Regions from separate parts of the Mus musculus genome. Here regions 1 and 2 are each linked to region 3. A link is a contact called in public Hi-C and HiChIP or PLAC-seq data. All regions are on one chromosome and are shown on one strand. The core of a region is the stretch at or near the end of the contact, and the rest is flanking DNA. Distances in the headings are between cores, read along the strand shown. Region 1 has its middle 7.9 kb from the start of Gm29595. Region 2 holds the start of Lbx1 (ladybird homeobox 1). Region 3 overlaps Btrc (beta-transducin repeat containing protein).

Region 1 (3,108 bases), core at 467-2,966, 140 kb after region 3:
GTTCTCAGACTTTCCTGTCTTCCTTGTCTTTTCCTGGCATTCCAGAGTTTGGCTTCAATACCTCTCTCTGAGGTCCTGGGGTACCACATCTTATCTTCACCAAGCCTTAAAGAAATACTTCATAAAAGGAAGGGGCGGGTCCAACTGGCAAGAAAGACTCCTGCTTCTTTGGTTAATGTTGGTAGGTCACTAGGTGCTCCTACTGAGTAAATACACCTGATGGTATTACTAGGGAGTGTGGGGGCAGTAAGGGACTGTCTCAGCCTCGTAGACCCAGATATCGGGGAGTCCCCCAAGGTGAGAGGTGTGAAGGTTATCAGGAGGTTGAAGGGAAATCCAGAGGTTATTACCCTAGCCTCTCCTGTGATGACCTCATCCCAGCTCACACCCTTGTTGAGGCCTTCTGGGTCCTGGCCTAACTGGGCCTAAATAATTGAGAAGCCCATTACAGCCTTGCGGTTTCCTCACTGTCAAGTGTAAACGCTGCACTGGTCGGGTGGGGAGATGGGGCTAATTTGAATTGATAATAGGAAACGCAGGGAAAAGTCATCTATAGTGAGTGAGGAGAGAGCGATCCCCGAGCAGATGCTAAATCTTGTATAATGAAAGAATCTGCCGATGTCAATTATGTACGAGCGTCTTTGCAGTGGTTAGAGGCGGTGGGCGGGTGAGGGAGCGGAGGGCTGGGTGCATCCCATAAACCCAAACACCCATCAAAGGCTCATACATATGGAGCGGCGGAGATTACGGCATAAATTTGAATGTTATGAATGTACATGAGGGACAGACAGGAAGCCCACCTCATAAGGGTAGGAAAGGGACCGTTTTTGTTTTGTTTTGTTTTGTTTTGTGCATGTACAAGGGAGCTTTGTCCTCTGGGCTCCTTGGTTGTGTCTCTCCTGCATCCAGTTGTGTCCCGGATGAGAAAGAAAAGGATGTGGGAGCTGTGGACAAGGACGGGCCAGCTGTGCCTATGGGGCTCAGGCACAGGGAGTTTGGCTGTTGGGCCGTCCTTGACCCATTAAGAGAGCAAAATACCTCTGCTGTGAGCATAGCTTTCCCTCACGCCTGACCAACGTGGACAGCAACATCCATTAGAGAACAGGAGAGGCTCACCTTGACTCCCTTTTCTTGCAGCACTAGGAACTGAGCCCAGGACCTCCAACAACACACCAGTCAAGAACTCTACTACTGAGTTATCCTCCCAACCTCTAGTATGGGTAGAGGGATCCTGGAAGACAGCCCGGAGGAAGAAGTCACCATTTGCTACAGAGGGGACAAATGGCTCAGAATGGCAATTCAGGGCCCCCAGCTTTCTGTTTTTAGGTACGCGTTCACACTGCACACGGGGAGTGTGTGAGTGTGTACACACAAGTATACCCTGGACCAGGGCTCAGACCCCTCCATCGTTCCCAACCTGCAGCTGCTCCCAGAGCCGACTCTGTGATTTGTAGTGCAGGCCACCCAGGGACTTTAATCTTCACCGTGACAAATGCAATAAAAGGAACAATTTGGAGATCAGAGCTAAGGAAGACACATTTACAAACCCTTCCCCAAAGGTTGGATGGCGCTGTCACCATGTGATTTGTGCAGGAGATGGAGCAGGAAGGGGGGGAAAGGGGGAGTCGGGGAGCTGGAGAAAGCAGCTGGGCTGGGGAAGAGGAAGCACCCTGTCACTCCCCGCTCGCTGCCGGATCATGGTGGGCGGGGTTAAGCGAGATGGGGGAGGGCCAGACCAATGGGCAGCCACTGCCTCCTCCCCAGCATGATCAAGGAGCACAACTCAATTACCCCAGAAACGTGAAGCTTCAGAGATCCATCTCAGCAGTTCCAGGAGGGGGTAAGAAGAGAGGGGACAGTGGTTGAAGGAGAAAGACAGACTGGCAGAGAGGCACAGTGAAAAGGCATTGTAATGGAAAGCAACGGAGCCCCAACCCACCCCACAGAAGCCCCAGTCTGGGGAAGGAAAAAGGAGGGGTGTTCCCAGCCTATCATAAAGCCCTGGCAGGACTGGGCATAGAGCAAAATGCACAGTGAGATCCAATCTCTGACAAACTTTTGGGGCAGGCAGGCAGGCAGATCAGCTGGGAGCGCTATGGGATGAGGTCAGGCTGGGTCTGAGAACGAGGCTGGCTGGCAGATGAGGTGGTGGCAGCGGCAGGGACTAAGGGCCTTCTCCACATTTCCCTTTCTCTAGCTGTGAAATTGTGCTAGGTTAGATGATTGGGGAAATGTCTGCCTACCTTCCATCTTGGAATCTTGAACAAACGACAGATGACTCAGTGGGGAGAGATAAGGTCGGTCCACTCCCAACTCCCCAGCTGCCTTTCCAGCTGTGGTCATGCTGGTCACTGGCTGGCACAGGATTCTGGTCTGCTGAGGTTTCAACTCTACTAAGCCAAGGTCAGACCCCCAGTCCTGGCCACTCTGCCCAGTTCAGAGTTCAAAGTTCCTCCTTGGCTCTCTAAAACTTGATCATTCTTATGTCCCTCTTGGCCTCCAAGCAAGGCCACCTGTCCCAACCCCACTCCAGCCTTGAACCGGAGATGATCTCTGCCCCAAGGTCTAACTTCCAAGCCTTTTAGCTCCTAAACTATGTCAACAGCTGAAATGCCCTTGTCCTCTTCTCTCCTAACCTTCCTCCTCCACCTGTCTTTGATCTTCCCAAGGCCAATTTCCTATCAGACTGAGGGACCAGAGTCCCATGCCCGGGGGAGGGTGTGATTTCTAGGCTGAGGCATTTAGATCCTCCAAATCATCACTGCCCAATGCTGGCTGACACAGGACTGTCTTCCTCGTCATCTCCAGGGCCAGACCCAGTCCCTGTACCCAAGAAAGTGAGTCTGCCAAGTGTTTGGATAGGAGTGGAGAAGAAGAGACACCAGGGAAGATTGGGTATGTTCTACCTAAAAGTAGTCATCGTAGTGATGACCCAGGGAACACAGAGAAACTAAACCAGCCAGACTGGCTCTATGCAGGCTGATGTCACATTCGGCCCACAGTGATGAGAGCTGAGAGGTATAAAGAGCGGCAGGAGCTGCAGACAAAAGTGTGTTTTGCGTGGTGGCGCATGCCTTTAATCCCAGCACTGGGCAGAGGCAGGCGGAT
Region 2 (2,832 bases), core at 291-2,790, 220 kb after region 3:
TCAAAATGCCAGGTGGCACCACAGCTCCTTGCATGCTGAGCTCCTGGCTGAGGGGCTAACCAATTAGGCCAAAGAAGCAAAACCACAGGATAGGGCAAGGCAGGAAGGGGAGGTGCATGGAGGTAAAACAGCAAATGACTGTAGAACGTCAATGAAATTGACAAGATATGAACAAAGATCTCAGAGAGCATGGGTCTTTCTGCTCCCCAGTTCACATTCCACCCCTCTCGGCAGTTTCTCAGAAATCCTCAACTCTCCCTGTCTTCAGAAACTGGGAGGTGAGCCACAACGCTGGGCTTAACTTTAAGGTGTAGTCTTCATCAAGGGCCTGGTGTTATAACAGGGAAGGGCAGGATCCTGAAGGCAGGAAGTAGGGAGAGAGCAGATGTACCCTGTGCCCTCCTTCAAGGCTTCCCTGGCCCTTTCTCCCTCTTGTTCCTTCCACCAGTCCCTAGACCTTCCTGTTACAAGGCTTAGCACCTCCTGGGGCTTCCAGGGCATCAGGGATGACAGAGAGATTGGGAGGTGGGAGGCAGGAGATGCTGCTGCATCAGGACCTGGGATGGATCTGTGGCACTCAGGAAACTCCAGCCTCTACTATCAGCATTTCTGCCTCAGAGCACCCCCTACCTTCTCCCCACCTCCCGAAGATGCAGGGTGAAGTCTGGGAAGGAAGTAGAAAGATGGCTTCTAGCATTCCCAAGCAGGCCAGTTCCCCCATCACACTGGGAACTCCAGGTACAAATCCTTTTCTCTACTCCTCAAGGCTACAATGCCATGAATCCAAATGATTAAATAAATATCAGGCCCCTGCACCGAAGAAGCCTGTTCCAGTCCCCAGCCCAGCTAAGTCCCCCCCCCCCTCCCTCTCTGCCTATAGGGAGGATCCCATTCTTTCTGTCCCACTCCCTACCCTGGTCCACAAATTCTCCAGCTGCTCTTGAAACCTTTCTCTGACCCAAGTTGTGCTTCTGGAGTACACAGACCATCCAGGAGTTTACAAACAAAGCAAGTCTGATGTGTGCAGCTAGTGAAGGGAGAAGTATTCTTCCGTCTGGTTCCTACACCCTCTTACTTTCCTCCTTTTTCCAAGAGAAGAAGTGGAAAATCCGGGCCCAACATAAACCAGATGGAGTAGCAAGAGAGAAGAGGGCCCCAGAGCACAGCCCCACTGTCGCGTTTTAAGGGAAAAGAAAGGCATAGCTGAGACTCAAACCCGCCTAAATGCCCAGAGATCCATAAACGGTTAAAAAAAAGACACACGGAGTACCACACGCCAAAACACACGTTAAAAAAAAAGAAAGAAAGAAAGAAAGAAAGAAAGAAAGAAAGAAAGAAAGAAAGAAAAGAAAACCAAACATTTTCAAATAACGATGCACACAAAATGCTCGCCTAATATTCAGAGATTCCAGGCCCTGGGATCCACAACCAGATTCTCCGGCCTCGCTGCGAGTTTCTGAGAGCACAGCCCCAGCCCTGGCCCGGCCCCTTCCCGGCCCCCACCCCGCATCCGGAACAGCTGGAGTCGGGCCGTGCTGTACACTCAAGCCCTGTGCCCGGCTGGGCGGGGCGGGCAGCGGGGCCCCGGCCCTGGCCGGGGCAGAGAGCAGCGGGGAAGCCCGGAACCCGCCCGGGTAACCCCGACACCCGGCCGAGTTTCCGTCAGACGTCCGTCATCAGACATGTGGTGGCCCTAGCTTGCCCCGAGAGCCACGGCGGGAGGAAAGAGTGTGCAAGATTGCAGAAGGAGGTAGGGCGCCCGCCTCAGGCTCAGATCAGGGGAGAGGCGTGCAGAACAGCCAACTCCTCCCTCCGCCTCTTCGGGTGGGGAAGGCTGAGCCCTCCAATTGTTCCCCTCCCCCAGCCCTTAGGATCCCCACCTCTGTCCCGTGTCGCCCACCCAAGGCTGTGCAGCCCGCTCTGACCTCCTAGGGGCCAGCCCCCGGAGCCTTCAGCTTCTCCTTTTCTCGGGCTCACGGCCCAGGGCTGGGGTTGGGGGGTGGGGGGGAGAGACAAGAGTGTGTAAGAATAGGGACGCTGGCTTCTTGATCTGGGATCATCAAAGTCCACACTGGGTAGCAGCAGGACCCGCCTGGGCTCCAGTTCTTACCTGGCCCGCGCGGCGACCGCGTCACTCCGCGGCTGGGGATCCTGGTACCCTTCTCAAGCTTCCCAACTGCGGCTTGCAGAGCCTGAGATCTCCGGGCTGGTGCTGCCATCTCGGCCAGGCCGGCGGGAGACGGGTGTGCCCAGAGCACTGCTCTCAGTTTGGGGTGGGGGGTGGGGGGCGGTGGCTTTTTAGTCACCCCAGGTTCGGGAGCAATAAAGGCACCTCTAATGTAATTTACAAACATCTCGGGCCGAGCACGGCGTAGAGCCGGGACTGACAGGCGCATTAGGCAGGCTAATTCCAGCCGGCTCCTCCTACCCCGGCCCGCTAATTAATGAGCTTCCCAACTTAGAGCCGCCTGCATTGGACAGACAGAGAGTGAAAGAGAGGGCGAGGGAGAGGTAGAGAAGGAGAGGGACGGGGGGAGCAGAGTGGAGTGAAGAGAGGGAGGGAGGGAGGGAGAGAGAGAGAGAGGACAGGGAGGAGAGAGAACAGAGAGAAAGAAGGGAGAGGAGAAAGAAGGGAGAGCGAAGAAAGAGAAGTTCAGCTGCAGATAATTGATTACTCCTCGATCAAGGCTAACTTGTTAGCAATAGTCAATTGCCCCGTCTCTCCGCCTCCCCTCGCAGTCCGGGATCGGCGCCCTCGCCTCGGTTCTTCCAACTGCCGCCGCCAGGACCCCGGGCCAGGAGCCGCCGCGGCGGAGCCACCTGACACCTTTA
Region 3 (3,069 bases), core at 455-2,954:
ATATATTCTGACTATTAAATAATGTTACCTGACTGAAATTGATGGCCAGGGCCAGACCAACTTCAGAACACAGGGCTCTTTATTTAAACTCCAATTTTTAAGAATGACAGTCAAGGGTTTCCTGTCTTTTGTTTTGTTTTTTAGAAGCTTTTTATTTTAAGTAAGACTGAATTTCATACCTGTCTAAGTGAATTCTTCTCTGGTATTATCTTCCTAGGGGGTTCGCCATTATTACAGTCTTCTCTCTCTGAGGAATTCTGTGAAAGAAAGTAAGCCTTAATTCAGTTCTCATTATCTTCAATCTTATTCTGTGGGAGTAAACTACATTACATTTCTAATTCTGTAAGCTAGAACACCATGTATGGTTATGCATTTGAAGATTTATATACATACAGACATACACACGTGTAAAGGAAACCATATGCCCATGTATATAAATTCAAGCTGGGATCTGGCTGGGAGGATTCTGTTGCTTTAACACTACTCAGAAGGATCACAGTGGCTAGAAGTCTAGTTTATCATACTTTGACACTGGGATGTTAAGAAAGTCCTAGGCTGTGTTGGGCGGTAGTGGCACACGCCTTTAATCCCAGAGCTTTGGAGGCAGAGGCAGGCAGATCTTTGCGTTTGAGGCCTGCTTGGTCTACAGAGCAAGTTCCAGCCACAGTTGTACCCCACACTTAGCTGATGGCAACTTGAATCATGATTATTACATTCACTTAAGTAATTAGTCTCCAACTATCTTAAATGTTGCTTGATACTGGTTTAGACTCTAAAAAAACCACAAAACTTTCTCTTTTCATCTCACATTTGATTTTTCTGTCTTACACAAAAACGAGCATAGTTCTTATTAACACAATTAGTGTTTAACCTGTACTTTGGGATTTTTTTGTCACTACCAGTTCAAATAGTAGCTACAAAATCCTAAAATGTCAACGGGATTTTTACATACTGAAGAGGAACAATTCACCTAAAAACAGATTCAAATGTGCTCAAAATTGGCTGAGCTTGGTAGTTTATAATTTTAATCCCAGCACTTGGAAGACAGGCAGGAGGATCTTTTGAGTTTCAAGTTTGAGGTCAGCCTGGTCTGCTAATGAGACCCTCGAAAACAAAAAATAAACCAAGGGCAACAAATGTTAGCCATTTGCAAAACAAACAGAAAATCCCAATTACATTTATTTGAATTATCTATTAAAAGTAACTGTTTATAGTTTACAGCTGACAAATTTGTTACATTATATAAAATCATTACTTTTCTCTTTTTTTTTTTTTTTTGTTTGTTTGTTTGGTTTTTTTTGGTTTTTCGAGACAGGGTTTCTCTGTATAGCCCTGGCTGTCCTGGAACTCACTCTGTAGACCAAGCTGGTCTCCAACTCAGAAATCCACCTGCCTCTGCCTCCCGAGTGCTGGGATTAAAGGTGTGCGCCACCACGCCTGGCTATTACTTTTCTAACTGGAGTTACTTTATTTTTAGATTCAGGATATATTTCTAACATATGAACTTATCTGGAAAATTTCCTAATGCCTAAAATTATATAATCACCACTGTGCTATAAATCAACATCTAAGATATTCAGTTTTGGAAGAAAAAAAGGAATACATTTGAAATCATGGGACAGGTTTACTGTTTAGCTTAGAGCCTCTGGGTGATTCTTGCCTGTGTCCGAGTTCCTCCTGAGTTTACTGACTCACAAGGAAGAGATGAGCTAACGCCTGTAAAGCACAGCAGATGAGGAAACGAGACACTGCTGTTGTGAGACAGGGCCGCACTATGCAGCCTTGGCTGGCCTACAACTCTCTGTCTCTGTCAGAGTGCTAGGATTAAAGGCTAGGTGCTATTGTTAAGAATTCTTAACAAGAAAAAGGAGTAAAAATCTGTAGACACTGTTAGAGCTATTTAGTGTTTTGTTTTAATAGGATAGCCAAAAATTTATTCTGGCCAAGTCATTGTTAAAAGAAAGCCAACCAAGAATGAAAAATTCAGCACAACTGTTAAATGGGACAGTAGCAACGCCAAGTGATTGGAATATAAGGGGCAAGGAACTGGTTACCACCCAATATTGAAGGAGACATGTGGAGTGTCAGTGAGTTAGAGATGAATAATCACTCCCAACTTGACAGTAACAAAGAATGATGAAATTGCCACATGAGCCTAATAGATCATCTGGGTGGTCCTTAGGAACCTCCCCACCAACACTCAGAAGAGTTCAGTGTCCAAGGACTTACTGTCCACGCTCTTAGTGAGACCGAATCCCAACAAGAAAGGTACCCAACTGCTCTACCCAACAAATTAAGTTACAGTCAAGAAACTCAAGAGGAACTAGTTGACACAGGCAAGCATCACCCAGAGGCTACTAAACTAGCAGACTACTAAAATAGCAGGTGCACTTTTTATAAATAGTAAAATTGTTACATAATTCTGACTGTATCGTCATAAGATACTAAGAAAAAATAGTAACTCTACAGTGAAGAAATCGGGCAAACAATGCACTGGTCTCTTGGTCTAGAGAGATGGCTTTGCAGAAGCATTTCCTGAAGGCCAGGGTTCAATCCCCAGCATCCACACGGCAGCTCACAATAGTCTGTAGCTTCAGTTCCAGAGGATCTGATGCCCTCTACCAACCTCCATAGGCACCAGGCACACACATGGTGCACTGACAGACATGCAGACAAAACACCTGCACACATACAAATGAAAAAGTTAAAATAAACGAACATATTTAGGATGAACAAATCACCTTTGAAGTTAGTTTCCTAAACCCAAACAGGAAAACATCTACTCTGGATGGCTAAGTGGCAAAAGTGCTTACCATGCAAGCATAGAGATCTAAGTTTGGATCCCCAAAGTTCATGTGCAGCTTCTCTAACCTCAGCATTCCTGCTGCACAAGAGGCAGACAAGCCTGTGGGCCAGCTAGCCTGTCAGACACAGGAATGAACAAGACATCCTGTCTGCAGCATGGTGGGAGGTGGGTGACGGCCACACATAAGTGCAGTGGTCATGTGTACCTGTGTGCGGGCACACCCCCACCTACTCATTAAGGTGACAGACTAACCTGAAATGCAG

The links. A called contact is a pair of places that touch in the nucleus more often than the background predicts. HiChIP or PLAC-seq counts read pairs in DNA pulled down with a chosen protein or histone mark.
Region 1: a Hi-C map of bone marrow-derived macrophages shows a contact between it and region 3, with 40 read pairs. The contact joins two enhancer-like sites. A contact is called at or near these places in 1 of 39 promoter capture datasets (embryonic stem cells), 5 of 484 Hi-C or Micro-C datasets (bone marrow-derived macrophages, cerebral cortex, embryonic fibroblasts and 2 more), 20 of 115 datasets of contacts at active chromatin or transcription factors (acute myeloid leukemia, bone marrow-derived macrophages, craniofacial prominence and 13 more) and 3 of 9 other capture datasets (adipose tissue, liver and pancreatic islet).
Region 2: a contact with region 3 is called in an H3K4me3 HiChIP or PLAC-seq map of bone marrow-derived macrophages, with 5 times the contacts expected there. The contact joins the promoter of Lbx1 here to the enhancer-like site in region 3. A contact is called at or near these places in 8 of 39 promoter capture datasets (the 3T3-L1 cell line, the C10 cell line, cranial neural crest and 4 more), 4 of 15 datasets of contacts at CTCF or cohesin (CD8 T cells, the NIH/3T3 cell line and embryonic stem cells), 36 of 484 Hi-C or Micro-C datasets (the AML12 cell line, the CH12 cell line, the G1E-ER4 cell line and 19 more), 23 of 115 datasets of contacts at active chromatin or transcription factors (the 230-238 cell line, the NIH/3T3 cell line, bone marrow-derived dendritic cells and 16 more) and 5 of 9 other capture datasets (adipose tissue, embryonic stem cells, embryonic trunk and 2 more).

Annotation. Positions count from the first base shown.
Region 1 is chr19:45,309,704-45,312,811 of GRCm38.p6, reverse strand. No RefSeq gene overlaps it. Among named protein-coding and RNA genes, the nearest start is that of Gm29595, 7.9 kb to the right of the region's middle. Within about 2 kb of position 1,716, at least 115 of the 459 cell types and tissues checked have an H3K27ac peak or open chromatin away from gene starts, as enhancers often do. A contact at or near this core is called in bone marrow-derived macrophages, where this site is marked.
Region 2 is chr19:45,235,549-45,238,380 of GRCm38.p6, reverse strand. It overlaps Lbx1 (ladybird homeobox 1), which reads left to right and starts at 1,540. Exons shown (of 3, transcript NM_010691.6): 1 at 1,540-1,750; 2 at 2,740-2,832.
Region 3 is chr19:45,453,721-45,456,789 of GRCm38.p6, reverse strand. It overlaps Btrc (beta-transducin repeat containing protein), which reads right to left. Exons shown (of 15, transcript NM_001037758.2): 3 at 180-257. Among named protein-coding and RNA genes, the nearest start is that of Gm19639, 88 kb to the left of the region's middle. Within about 2 kb of position 1,704, at least 4 of the 459 cell types and tissues checked have an H3K27ac peak or open chromatin away from gene starts, as enhancers often do. A contact at or near this core is called in bone marrow-derived macrophages, where this site is marked.